2 separate regions of the Gossypium hirsutum genome follow, and region 2 is linked to region 1. The links are chromatin contacts, called in public Hi-C maps. All regions are on one chromosome and are shown on one strand. The core of a region is the stretch at or near the end of the contact, and the rest is flanking DNA. Distances in the headings are between cores, read along the strand shown.

What was found. A called contact is a pair of places that touch in the nucleus more often than the background predicts.
Region 2: a Hi-C map of leaf shows a contact between it and region 1, with 2.4 times the contacts expected there. The contact joins the promoter of LOC107961714 here to the enhancer-like site in region 1. A contact is called at or near these places in 5 of 34 Hi-C or Micro-C datasets (leaf and petal).

What each region holds. Positions count from the first base shown.
Region 1 is chrA06:54,687,800-54,695,519 of Gossypium_hirsutum_v2.1, forward strand. No RefSeq gene overlaps it. Among protein-coding and RNA genes, the nearest start is that of LOC121231368, 42 kb to the right of the region's middle. Within about 2 kb of position 3,617, at least 6 of the 9 cell types and tissues checked have an H3K27ac peak or open chromatin away from gene starts, as enhancers often do.
Region 2 is chrA06:54,981,383-54,989,102 of Gossypium_hirsutum_v2.1, forward strand. It overlaps LOC107961714 (histone-lysine N-methyltransferase ASHH1), which reads left to right and starts at 3,125. Exons shown (of 10, transcript XM_016897787.2): 1 at 3,125-3,586; 2 at 3,675-3,739; 3 at 3,931-4,087; 4 at 5,331-5,417; 5 at 5,551-5,635; 6 at 5,719-5,812; 7 at 5,925-6,123; 8 at 6,644-6,678; 9 at 7,289-7,720. The coding sequence starts at 3,584.

The sequences.
Region 1 (7,720 bases), core at 2,367-4,866:
GCTTAGTAAGTTCATATAACATGGTAAATAACTTACCATATATTTATGTTCAAAATAAACATGCAAGGCACTATCAACCAATTTGGTCATAAGCCCTAAACACATATTCTCATCATGTTAACTAAGTAATCACATATAATAGTCCTCAATCATGGATGAACAAAGTCATCAAGCAGGTTCCACATTCATGTAACAACCAATTCATGCATCATTTTATCAGGTAATGTCATTTCCATGTATTTCATGTACATACGGGTAATAGTTCATTTCTAAGTCATACCATCTCATATAAACATCAAGAAACATGTATGGGCTCAATAATAACCAATTTCCCGTATACATAAACTTTCCACATCATGAATTCAAATAACATATACAAATTATAGCCATGTATTTCAAGTACATTTTCATAATATTTTATTTCAAGTTTAGATTATTTCATGTCAGGATTATGCTCATTAAATAAATTAAAATATCAATGGAAATTTGAGAAAATACACTCGAAGTGTACAAATCTATAATCTTAGATGAACATATTCATCAAACAAGTTCCATGTTCATATATCACCGTCTCATACTTTCATATATCATGTATCATCATTTTCATGTATTTTAGGCAGATACATGTAATAATTCATTTCGTGTTCAAATTTTCTCATGTCAGGATTTTTGCCCGTTGAATTATTGAAAACATTAATGGATACACAGGTAGTACAATCGCAGTGTACAAATTAGAAACCGTCAATTCATATTCAGAGGTACCCAATTAGGACACATAATCAGGAAGCATACTCTCCAGCCTTGTAACGGGAAGCTCACACAGAGCCATTTTGGGAAGCTCATAAAGAGCCTATCGGGAAGCTTATCTGGGCTATATAACGAGAAGCTCACAAGAGTTGTAATAGAGAAGTTCACAAAGAACCATATTAGGAAGCTCCGGATAGCCAATATTGGGAAGTTAAAGTGACCACTATCGGGAAGCTCACAAAGAGACAATTTAACGGGAAGTTCACAAAGAACCTTTAAATCGGGATGCTTATAAGAGTTAAGGGGTGTCCACAACAAATGTAGGATCACAACATATCGGGACGCTTCGAAGAGCTATAACGAGAAGCTCGCTGAACCATATAACGGGAAGCTCGAAAGGGCTAATACGGGATGCTCTTTTAAGCTATGGTGTGTCTACAAGATATGCAAGACCACAACCAATACGGGAAACTTGTATCCATCGATTTTCATTTATTCAAATGGGATTTGACACTTTTCTGGCATTGTTAGATATGTTATCATTTCATATATTTATAGTATTTATACAATTCACATAAATACATTCAATACAAACATATAAATATACACAATTTAGTTACACAAACTTACCTCAATAAATGTTCGTGTACATAAAATGTACTAATTCAACACTTTCTCTTTTCCTCGCTCTACTCCGAATATGGTCTATCCGGATCTATACGAGTAAATTTAACATCAATTTAATACAATTCATACTCAATTCAGTCCAATTCACATCTCAGGCAAAATTATCATTTTGCCCCTAAACTTTTAATTAATGACAATTTCGTCCCTCGGCTCGAAAAATGAAATTCATGCATTTTAATCCTTATCCGAGGCCTAACCAAATTTTACATGTAACATTTACAGCCCATGTATTTAATAAAAATTTAGAATTTTCCATGAATTTTACAACTTTACAATTTAGTCCTAAAATCATAATTTCATCAAAATTTACTTTACAAAACTTGTTTATCTATCAACAACCTTTCATTTTATAACATAAATTCCAAAATTTCATTATTTACATCCATGGAAAAATTTTAATACTTTGATATCTTTACAAATTAATCCCCAAAATAGGTAGATTAAACTATCACGATCTCAAAATATAAAAATTACAAAAAACGGGACTTAAATGCTTACCTATTTTGGCCAAATAAATTTTCTCTTTCTTCCATTCTCCATAGCTAGGGTTTCCATGTTTTATTTGGAAAAGATGATGATAAAATGATGATATTTCTTTATTTTATTATTTTTCATCTTTATTTTTCATCTTTCCAATTTTGTCCTTTTCTTTAATTAATTTTCCATGGATGAATTATCATCCTTAACAACTAGGCATTTTTTAATCGTCTAATTACCATATAAGGACCTCAAATTTTGAATTCTATAGCTATTTAATCCTTTTAGTTATTAGAACTGAACTTTTGCACTTTGTACAATTTGGTCCTTTATCAAATTAGACATGTAATTGGTAAAATTTCTTTACGAAATTTTTATACGACATTACTATTGTACTGTAGACCATAAAATAATTTTAAAATAAATGTAATTTCTAGAATCAGATTTGTGGTCCCGAAACCACTGTTCTGATTTTTATCGAAAACGGGCTGTTACACTTTTCCAATTCGACTCAATAATTTTGGATTTCTTTCAATTTAGTCCCTATTGCTCAAAATCAATAATTTATTCCACAAATTAGTTCTTTTCCATTTCTAACTTAAAAATCTATCTATTTAATCCCTAATACTTAAATTATTCAACAATATCAACATCTAAAATCTTGAATAATACTAAAAATTACAATATGGGTTGGGTAGCCCTAGGTATCGGGATTCCAAAAATATAAAAATTATAAGAAAATGACTAAATTGCACTAACCAATTTAGATTTGAACCCTTAGGTCCCTTAGTCGTGCGCCCTTTTCTCTGTTTTCTTTCTTTTCTAATTTGCATGTAACAGAGAATGAAATCTTCTCTTTATTTTGTTATTATTATCATAACTATTATTATTTCTTATTATATAATATACATACATTTTATACTATTTATTTATCATAACATATATATACATATTAGGTTAGCTTAACATATATAATATATATACATGTCATAAACGTTCATTATGACCATCCACTTAAATGAAACAAAGGCATAATTGCTTCTTTAGTACCTTTAATTTATTTCAATTTATAATTTAACTTTTAACTAATATGCGATGTAGTCCATGTACCTTAACGACTCTTAATTTCATGACATTTACTAATCGAAAATTAATTCAATATTAAACTAGCCTCATAAACATTTAATAAAAATATTTACGGGTCTGATTTACGAGTACAAAGTCCCAAAAATATACTTGTCGACACCCCTGACTATCAGGTCGTTATAACCTTGGACGAAATCGTTCCCCCATAGTGTTGTTGCATGGGTCTGTATACCGAGTTTTTCAGGATCATTGTACAAGAGAAGTATTCTCCAGCTATCGGTGAAATGGTGGGGAATGTAATCAAAATTGATTTAATGACATATAAAGGAGCAAGGGGTTAGTTTGCCAAATTTGCAATTTAAATTGACTTAAGGAAGCCGCTCATTTCCAGGATAAGAATCGCTAGTAGGATCCATAGAGTGGAGTATGAATCTTTTCCAATAGTTTTTTTTGGTTGTCCCACATTTGGGCACTTGAAAGGAGATTGTCCTCAATCAAAGATAGTGGAGAATAAGGAGAAAGGATCGAGTGAAGCTGAGGATCCTGTTAGATTGGACCAATATGAAAACACTGGATCAATTCAAGAATGGATTGAAAATGAAAGGTTTGGCAAGTGGATGATTGTGGATTCCCAGAATCGTAGACCAAATAGGAGGACCGATGATGGATAAGAGAGTGGAAAAGGAAACAATCTTTTCGGATCTCAATTTAATATTTTTTCCAAAATAGGTGTCTCACAGGATGATAACAACGAGAATGGTGCAGCTATTTTTAATTTCAGGAAATATAAGGAACAAAGATAATTTACTTGTTAAATTATCAGGTGAGGGTCAAGAAAATCTCTCTGAATCTATTACAAAGATTATGAATGGGAGAAAATTTGATGGGGTAATAAAGGGAAGAATACTAAAGCTAAACGCCATAAAAAAAGGGTTGTGGCTATAAAAGGGTAGGTTGATAAGCAAGCTGTGGGTGGGCCAAGAATGGAGAATCAGGGTGGTGGTATTGAAAGTGGGGTCTGGGCTACCTAAATTTGGTACCAATGGTAACCAAGGAATATTGGATCGAAAATTTCACTCAGTTCATAATTTCAAAGAAAACCAGAATCGAAATTATTTAGTTGGTTTATCTCCTCTTATGGGAAATGAACTAGGCATCAAAAATCTTATTATTCATTCTGCACTCCCTCCTTTTTTGAAGGAAAATAGGAGTATGAGCTCTGAATCTACAGGAGATAGGGAAAATCTTGATGGCCTGGTTGACATGGTTCTTGTTTAACAGGTTATCTAAGGAATGGTGGATCGTTTAGAGGTGGAGGGTAGAGCTGCAGACATGCTAGAGGAGAACACGAAACTGATGGTGTTGGACTAGGCTGTTAATGGACAAATTTTGGGTCGACCATCTGGAGTGGTCCATAAGGGTGAAAGTGATGCGACACTCATAGATGATTCATTTGATGAGTAATAGTGGCTCGAATAATGCTACTGCTAGTTGTCTGGCTTTCTAGCAGGTATGCTCAGTTTGTGAGTTGAAGGATGTTTGATTTAAAGGTCCCAAATTCACTTGGAATAGAGGGAATATATTTGAACGCCTTGATAGAGCCTTACGCAATTCTCGTTGCGAGCTAATATTCCTGAATACTGCTATTTTTCATATGCTAAAAATCAAATCTAATCATCGCCTACTCTCGGTTTCATTTGGAACCAAAATAATAACAAATTCCCTTCGTCCTTTCTAGTTCCTAAGTGGTTGGTTGTCTCATAGCAATTTTAGTTCTATGGTTAATGAGAATTGGAATAGTGAGAGCTCGTTAAAAGATTCGGTTAAAAAGTTTATAGCAGCACTAAGAATGTGGAATAGGGATGTTTTTTGGCACATTTTGAAGAGGAAGAGGAATATAATGCACCAACTTGATGGCATCCAAAGAGTGTTGGAGAGGTTTCTATGTAAAAACCTTCTTAATCTTGAGAAATCTTTACGAGTTGAACTTGAAGGAATTATGGACTTAGAAGAGAGTCTTCTGTGACAAAAAGGTGCGAAGTGATTGGTTGATTTTTGGAGACCGAAACACCAGGTACTTCTATTGTAAGGCTAACTCAAGGAGGCGTTTTAATGAGATCAAAGTTCTAAGATAGTCTGATGGTGAGTAGTGTTATGATGAGGAAGTGTTGAAAGCCGAAACTATTCTTTTCTTTAAAAGGTTGTATATGATAGATGTGTCTAGTATGGGTTGATTTCCTATTCAGAACATGTTCTCCATTCTTGAACTGGGTTTATTGGATTACATTGGGCAAATTCCTTCTCGTCAAGAAGTTCATAATGCTCTCTTTGAGATGGCACCGTTTAAAGTACTAGGGGTAGATGAACTTCATACCCAATTTTATCAGAGCCAATAGAATATTATAGGAGAGTCGCTGGTGTGCATGGTTAAAAGGGTGTTTGAAGTAGGTAATGTTGAATCTTTTCTTAATAAAATGTTGATTGTGCTAATCCCCAAAGTAAGTTCTCTAGAGTCAATCTCTTGGTTCTGACCCATAAGCTCATGTACAGTGCCTTACAAGGTTCTAACAAAGGTAATTGTGAATTGCCTCAAACCTATCATGTCGTATTATATTGTAGCTAATCAAACTATCTTTGTTGGGGGAAAAATATTATGGATAACGTGATTATTACTCAAGAGGATGCTCATTAAATGCAACAAAAAAATGGGAAGAAAAGATGGATGGAAATCAAAATCGACATGGAGAAGGCTTATGATAGATTGAGATGGGAGTTTATTGAGGATACACTTTTAGATGCACAAATTCCTGAGACATTAGTTCATGTCATTATGTAATGTGTCACATATTCTTCCATGAAAATTTTGTGGAATGGGTGCTTCATAGATGAATTTCTCCCTTCAAGGGGTCTAAGGCTAGGGGATCCTATTTCTCCTTATATATTGTGTTAACTATGGAGAAGCTTAGCTAGGCTACTAAGTTGGCTATCACTAAATTTACCTGGAAGCCTATTTGGCTTGAAAGGGGAAGGCCTCTGATATCACATCTTTTTTTGTGGATGATCTAGTGAAGGAAACTGCTGCAGCCATGAAATTTTCCCTTTACCAATTCTGCTTGTTTTCAGCTTACAAAATGCAAAAAAAATAAAAAATTCATTTTTCAGCCAACATTAATAAGCTAGTTAGGGAGATGGTTAGTAAGGAGTTGGGTTTTTAGGAAGTGGATGACTTGGGGATCTATTTTAGAACGCCTTTGTTCCATAAGAGAGTCACTAAGAGTACGTTCAAATTTATTATAGATAAGGTGCAGAGGAGGCCTAACGAGTTTGACGCTAAACTCCTTTCTATGGCTGGTCAAATTACTTTGGCCAAGTCAATATAGTTGGCCACCCTAAGTTACTTTATACAATCAACCATGATTCCTGTAGGTGTCTATGACAAGATTGAACAAATTATTAGGAGCTTTATTTGGGGCTTCATGAGAGATGCCAGGAAAGTGCACTTAGTTAATTGGGAACCATGTTGCCAATCTATGAAGTGCGGGGTCTTGGATTTAGGAGATTGAACCTCCAAAATCACTCTTTTCTTATAAAGGTAAATTTTCAATTTACGACCAATGTGGATGTTTTTTGGGTACGATTGTTAAAGCATAAATATAAGATAATAGACCGATGCCCCAAATCTATTTACCGGTCTTCTTGTTCTTATGTTTGGCGCTCTTGATCAAATATTTGGGAAAAATTTAGGTAGTACATTTCTTGGAGCATAGGAGATGGGAAAGATGTGGATTTGTTTGACAATGTTTGGATCCTTGAATTGAGAGCGACTCGAAATCATATGTTAGCCAACTCAAATAGAGCAGAACAAATCAAGGTAGTTGATATGGTTAAAACAGATGGTCAGTGGAACTGGTCATCATTTCAGTGATATATTGGTAAAAATGTCTTGGACTATATAGCAGTGTGCCTTCCCCCTTGTGAAATGGTTGGGAGAGGCATTTTTCTATGGCAATCTCATAGAGCTAGAAAGTTCTCTGTCAAAGTGGCGTACAACAGTTTAGTACATAGGGATGACTAGGCAGGGGACAATGTTTGGAGTGGAACTTGGATGACTAATCTACCACGAAGAATAATTTTTTTTTCTAGCTAGTTGTACGCCAGAAACTATTAACAAATTTTGAAAGGAATAGAATGAATTTGTCTCCCTCAAAGGACTACACTATGTGCTGCGATATTCTAGAAACATTCATTCATACCCTATGTGATTGCCCTGTTGTGGATAAGGTATGGGAAATGGAAATACCCCCAAATTAATTGTCTCACTTCTTTAATTTAGATCTTCTGGATTGGGTAATTACCAGCTTGAATGCCAATTTCGGGGGAGATGGTGCCCATGCGAGAATTTTTGCTATTTTATGCTGACTACTTTGGAAGAATAGGAATAAATTTATTTTTGAACAAGTTTCAAACAGGCCTGATGAGATTGTAAGCAGGATTGAATGCTTCGTCTCTAATATCCTAGAACCTCTAATAAGTTCAGGGTAATTAGGAGTTAATCAAGGTATCAAGGTGAAATGGCATTTGCCGAGTAGTGGATGGGTTAAGGTTACTGTTGATGGGTCTTTAAATATGAATAGAAACTGCCTGATGGTGGGTGGTGTGGTGCGAGATTCTGCTGGGAATTGGTTGGAAGGCTTTAGGAAATATATTGGGAGAGGCTCTGCTC
Region 2 (7,720 bases), core at 1,875-4,374, 290 kb after region 1:
TGAAAAGTATATGTATATAGGAATTTGGTTATTATTGAGCCTATATATGTTTCTTGATGTTTATATGAGATAGTATGACTTAGAAACAAACTATTACCCGTATGTACATGAAGTACATGGTAATGACATTACCTGATATAATAATGCATGGATTGGTTGTTACATGAATGTGGAACATGCTTGATGACTTTGTTCATCCATGATTAAGGACTATTATATGTGATTACTTGGCTAGCATGATGAGGATATGTGTTTAGGGCTTGTGACCAAATTGGTTGATAGTGCCTTTCATGTTTATTTTTGAACATAAATATATGGTAAGTTATTTACCATGTTATACGAACTTACTAAGCATTTCATGCTTACTCTGTCTCATTTTCCCATGCCTTATTGTAATTCAGAAGCTCGTTGGATTGGAAGCATCAGTAGAGATCACTCACACTATCTATCGGCTTATTTCGATATATATATGTGGTAAATCAATTATGGTTATAATGGCATGTATAGGTTAATTAACCAATAATGGCATGTAAATGTTTTAAATGAAACTAGCCATTGGAATGACTTGTGTTTGACATATTTTGATATATTTATAAGTGGATCTATCATGTTTGAAGAATGAGTGTGATCATGCATATATGCATTTGACAAATAGCAAAGTATGAATGATAGATTAACATGTTATTAAATTGTCATATGAGGTACCTAAGAGTACATTGGTTGTATGTGAAATTATGTCATGTTTAAGATATGATTTGAACTTGTTTTAAATGCTTGGATATGATTTGTAAATGTATAAAAGTGTTGGTGTAGGTGGATGACAATATAGGTGAGGAATGTGACTTGGAAAATAGCCTATTTTTGTCTAAACAGGTAAAGACACGGGTATGTGGCTTGGTCGTGTGACCCCTGCACCTACACACGGCTTACCACACTGGCGTGTGACTTGGCCGTGTGACCTAAGTCAGAAAGTTACACGGTCTAAGACACGGGCGTGACACAGTTTGATCATAAGGGCGTGTGACCTCTGCACCTAGGAAAAATTTTAATATTTTGCGAAAAATTCTTTGAGCACCTGGTTTAGTCCCGACACATGTAAGGGACTATATGATGAAATTTTATTGAAATTAGATATGAATACCAAAGAATTATGAAATGTCTATTATTTGTTCTGTAAACTCTGGTAATGCTCCGTAACCCTATTCCAGCGATGGATTTTGGTTAGGGGTGTTACATTCATTTTAGTCACCCAAGCATTAATCATTTACAACAACTAACTGTACATGCAAAATCAAAATCATCTCTACATCATGTTTACATTTTCATTTTGGTCACCTAACTTCTAAGTAGGTTTCATTTTGGTCATCGAAGTTTTTTCAAGTCTTGATCCCGGTAAAAGAAATTTAAGGATTAAAGGAAACAATTAGTAGAAACTAAAAATAATGCATTAAAATTTTGGCTAATTGTATTTGTTTATCCCATTTCTGAAAATTCTATTTTTTTTTCAAATTTTCAATTTTAAATTTCAAAACATTAAAATCAATTAAATAAATTATTGAATTATTTTTCCTTTTATAATGTCAACCGAATGTTACTATAAAATTGAAATTAACAAAATTCAATAATTTAATCTCCTTCTAAATTTTAGAATTTTATTTTATGTTCCCAAACTATCCTTTAATAAATGTCTATGAAACTTAAAATTTTTTTGATTATATAATCTCAAATCTTCTATGTTAAACTAAAAGGAAATATTTTTTTTTTAGAATTAATTAGATAAATTGCTTGCTTTTCGTTTGGGTAAAAAAGTAATGAAAAACTTTTGATTTTGTTCGGCATGGAAGATAAAGTTAATTAATTTGCAAGGTTTTTTCTTTAGTTTTAACTTAACATAAAAGATTTAAGATCATACAATAAAAAATTGAGTTTTGGTAGATAATTATTAAAATTGAGTTATTTGACTTGATTTTAATTTAGAAACATAAAATAAAATTATAGATTTTAGAAGGAGACTAAATTAACTAATTTAATTAATTTTAATATTATAATAACAAATCGGCTGACAATATTAAGAGATAAAAATTTTCAACAAGCTATTTAATTGATTTAGATATTTTGAAATTTAAAATTTTAATATTGAAAAAATAAAACTTTGACAAGAGGGCAAACAAGTACAATTTAACATTTTTAATATATTATTTTAATTTCTATAGCTTTTTCACTTTAATCATTAATATTTTTTTACCCTGACTAGTACTTAAAAAAAAGAAATTTTTTGTATGACCAAAATAAAAGTAATCTAGAAATTAAGGAAACAAAATAAAATTGAAAATATGATGTAGCATGTAGAATCAACTGCAATTAGATATTTTACTTTTTGAAATTTTTTTAATCTTGATACAAATTAAAAAAAAAATCATTTACAAAACTTTGAATTTTTTCATTGTGATTATAGGTTGAAATTTTGGATGTTGCCCGTATTTGAAACTTGGGAGTTGGACTTAAAGATAACTTAATTTTATGTAATTATATTAAGAATCGTATTTACATATTAGTATGACTTTATAAAACTTTATGAATTTCAAAATAGTTTTATTAATATATTCTGTTTGGATATTTTATTTTTTCTTTTAATTATTAAACAACTTCTAAATTTTCTAATTTATGTTATTGTAGATAATTTTTATTAAAATACATATGGTTTAAAATTAAATTTATCAGTAATATTATTAATGTCATATAGTAATTCATGTTTAGTCATTTGTGATAAGTATAACACAAGTTATTGTATTATTATTTAATATATTCTGTCATTATATTTTTATATTATCATTAAAATTAAATTTTATAGATTTTAATAATTATTACTTTTATATATTTATTATAAATATATAATTATAGTATTAAAATATTTTATATTAAATTATTGTTTTTAAAAATTTGTTTCACTTCATAATTTAACATAAAATTTATTATTAATTAATTTTCCCATTAATCAAAATTTTATATAAATATGCAATAGTTATGAATACATTTTTATAAAATAAAAATTATTATTTATTTAATTTTATTTTAAAAATATCATAAATGTATATTAATTAATGCATATTATGGCTGTTCAGTTATAAAATTTAAATTTTTTTAAGCTTTAGGTTGAATTTATCTTAGGTTCAGGCTTTTCTCGAGCTTAGATCTATTACAAGCTCAACTTTCTCAGGTTCAGATTGTTATGGGCTTGGATCGACATGGGCGGACTTTTGGTCTTAGGCTTGTTTTGCCAGCTTTATGTTTGGGTGATTAAAATAAAATTGGTCTAAACATTGAGTGACTAAATTGTAAAGATTTCTTTTTAAGTGACCAAAATGTGAACGCACTAAAATTGGGCGACCGACTGACTAGTTTATCCACTCCCTAATTTTTTGTTCAAATAGTCCGCTAATCAGTTTTCTTCTCTTCTTATCTCAGTTCTCACCCACCGCCGTCCGCTGGTTTTTGCCGGATCTGACCCGTATCCCGTGTCGGAATCCGTGTTGACACAGGTACTGCACCCCAAATTGCCGAGTCCGGGTAACGAAGCTCTCCAATGGTATTATTATGATTATGGTTATGATTATTTTCCTAGAGGTGCTGGTTTTATAGAATTTTTATTACAGCATTATATTGTTTTGTTAAAGGATCCTGAGAATGAAGACCTTCCTCAATATGAACACATTTTTCAAAACGAATTCTCATATCGAAAGTAAGATATTTTTTTGATCATAATCTTTTTAAACTAACCTCATGTTGCTCGTAGCTGCTTTGGTGTTTTCAGTTTCAATTATTTGGAATGCAGCAATTTTATGCATTCTGGAGCCTTTTTTTTGGGTACTGCTTTGCTTTAATTTACGCAAGGATAACCTAATTGCTATCCAAAATTGCATTCTTTTGCAGACATAAAAAGCAAAAAGAGGAAGATATTGCTATATGCGAGTGCAAATTTGACTTTAGTGATCCTGATAGTACATGTGGAGAGAGGTGCTTGAATGTACTAACAAGCACAGAATGTACACCCGGTTATTGTCCTTGCGGTGTTTACTGCAAGAATCAGGTAAAGACTGTTTGGCATGAGTGTGCTTCAAGGTGGACTGGGGGTATGGTTCTACGAGGTTATGTGCTTGTGCTTGTGCTTGTTGTATGTGCGTTTTCCTATGTTGATTTATGTATGGTAGGTCTGTTGATTAATCCCATTGCTTTGACATGTCTCTGTGAATCTGTAATATAAGTGTGTTCATTTTACACATGATAATTGTTTTTTTCTTCCTGGTCTTTATGTTCCTTTTGTTGAATGTTACTAGCTTTCGGTATAATTTGTGTAGAGCTGAATATTTGACTCTAACGGGAACTAATTACTTACTGTATCTAGTTTATTTGGTTCAATTGTGCTTGACATTTCATAAGAAGCTAATTGCAATTTTTCTAATTATCTTTACTTGAAATTTCAACTTTCCTTCAAGTCATTTCAATTCTATTTCATTGCTTCCAGGTTCCATGTGCTGTTTATAGAAAAAGGGTCAGACTTTTTTTTGAAGTAGAACCTATATTTTATACTAACTTTCTCTTCAGCTTGGTCTAGGGGCTAGCAGGAATCAGTTATAATCAACATAACTGACCCATCAAAGCTGGTTTATTGATTAAGTTGGTTAAGGCTTTGGTTAAAATGGTTTAGTCAGTCGGTTATCAATTGTTGAATTTCACAACCAAACTGACCGACTTAATATATATTATTTATTTTAAATATATTTATGATATCATAAATATATAATATATAATGAAGTTAAACCAGATCCAATTTACAAAACCAACCCAATCCAATCCAAATTTATTATAAATCCAATAACTTTAAAAGAACAAGGAAGATGAAAAAACCTTTTGTAAAAAAAAAAATCAGTTAACCAACTTATCCAACCAAACTTATTGAACCCACCAACTTCGCCGATTGCTCACCCTAGCTTGGTATATCTATCAATGAATAGAAATGCGGTACATTTAAGTTCTTTTGCTTGCTTATGATGGACTAATTATGTCTTGAAACTTCACTAACGGGTAAATACAGAACAAGAGTTTTTATGCTGTTGAGTGTAGAACTAATTATTCCTAGAATGTTCTAGAAACATTTGAGTTTCCATTAAATATTAGGGAAGACCTGTTTCATTATTTATTTTCTTTGAAGACCTGTTTCATTATTTATTTGCTTTGCTTGAAGATACTGATTATAAGAGACAAACAGTTTCTTCTGGTATGAGACTAACACATTTCGGTTAATGCACTATATTTATATTCCTTTCTGAAAGAAATTTCAGAAATGCCAATATGCTAGAGTTACGTTGTTTAAAACAGAGGGTCGTGGTTGGGGTCTGCTTGCTGCTGAATATATAAAGGTAACATTTGGCAACCAATACTCGGCATTAATCTTTGGGATCAATCTCAGGATCTGGCATCAATTATTTTGTTCAATCATTCTCTGTTTCAATCCTTGCTTTGCTTATGCTGATCTGCTTTCACATTGAGCAGGCTGGACAATTTATTGTTGAGTACTGTGGAGAAGTAATATCTTGGAAAGAAGCAAAGCGAAGATCTCAAGCTTATGAAAATCAAGGTGAACTAGAATTTTGATAGAATTGTTACTTTTTCTGGCCAAAAAAAGAAAAGACTAGTAACCTTCATCTTCACTTGATGCAGGTCTTAAGGATGCATTTATTATTTCTCTGAATGGCTCTGAATCCATTGATGCCACCAAAAAGGGAAACCTTGCTAGATTCATCAACCACTCATGGTGAGCCCCTTCTGCTTTAAGTTCTCAGCTTTTAGTCTCCTTAGGTCTAATATCTTTTGGTGGTTTGTTTGCCAAATTTACACTGGCTGAATTATGTTGTTTAAGTTTGTAGCCAACCGAACTGTGAGACTAGGAAGTGGACTGTTTTGGGAGAAATACGAGTTGGAATATTTGCAAAAGAAGATATTCCAATTGGAACTGAACTTGCATATGATTATAACTTTGAATGGTATGGTGGTGCAAAAGTTCGCTGCCTCTGTGGTGCACTCAACTGTTCAGGATTTCTTGGAGCAAAGTCTCGTGGCTTTCTGGTAAACATTTAAGCTGCTTGAGATTTGAATTTATTTGAGATTTAATGAAGACATGAAATTATGGTTTAGTTTGTATGTTCTGTTCAAAAAAATTGTCATTTAAAGTAAGATGTTAGGTGCAGTGGTAAGGCGCATTGCACTCCCAACGGAGAATACAGGTTCGAACCTTTTGAGACGGCATTGTTGAGAGGGGCAACCATGACCCTCGAATGTAAAATGGACATGGAGAATACAAAAAAGAACTTTTACATTTATATAGCTCATGCCATATGGTATTTGTCATTTGATAGCCACTGTGTCCCGTATCTCCTTACGCATGGATATATCTTCTGCTAGTCTGATACTATATTTATGGTTTTGTTGGCTTCCAGTTATCACTTCCTCAGTATACTGTTTCTTCTTCTTGGTTTTATTTGCTATAACACTCCCCCCTTTCGTTGTGTGTCTGTGCAACTATCATTGTATTGCTTCTCTTTTATTCATGTAATTTAATAATTTTTCTGCAAAATCTGTTAAACAGGAGGATACCTATTTATGGGAAGATGATGATGAACGGTAATAAATATTCCTTTCTTTTATGATCTAATTTTTGTTCATCTTGAAATTTTCATCTAGTTAACAGTCTTTTTTCTGTTTTATCTATATGTTTAGAATGCATTTGTAGGCACTTTAATCTCTCAACATTTTCACTTTACATTTTAAAGGAATGGAATCTGCCATATTTGTATGCCAGAAATTGTATAAACGATTATGCATAACAATATTCTATGTATACTTGTGTCAACAGTTATGCATAAAGTATAGCTGTTTTCTATTGAGATTGAACCTCGGTCCAGCTGGTTGAATTGATGGAATTCTCAACCCTTCTGGCCTGTATGGACTTCTGATTAAATTTTTTGACAGAAGTACTCCATCTTAAAGACTTAAACCTCTGGCCTGTTTTAACCAAAAAAGAAAAAAAGAAAAAAACCTCTGGCCTGTCTGTGAAAGCTTTTATTTCCATACTTTGTGATCTTCTCAATGTCTATTTTATCACTTCCCGGATGGTGCTAGTGCCGCCCTATTTCTATTCTTTTTTCACACCATTTTACTTAAGGATGTGTAATATGCATTCCCATAGGATATATTTTATTATCATGTTAACCTAAGTATGCTTGCTTGGCAGGTATTCAGTTGAAAAAATTCCGTTGTATGATTCTGCAGAAGATGAGCCTGCCACAAAGCACCTGAAAGCTGTAAATTTGAATTCTGAGAATGATGTTAATACTAAAAGTGAACAGTCCATAACAATGGATGTTAGTCTGAAATCTAAGCACCAGTTGGAGTCTACTATTGATACAGTTCCCATGGAAGGGGTAGATGTGAATACACTGAAAATTGAATCAGCTAAAGACATAAACTTGTATTCTCAAGATGCTCAGCAGGCTTTTTCACAAAAGAATGCTATGATATCTCGCATCCGAAGTAACAGTGCATGCCGGAATTATCACATTAGATCAGGGCCAATGCTTAAGAAAAAGTCGCAGCATTATTCAAATGGAAAGTTGAAACATCTTTCAAAGAAGCAAATTGATTTAAAACATCTTGCTAAGCTCTT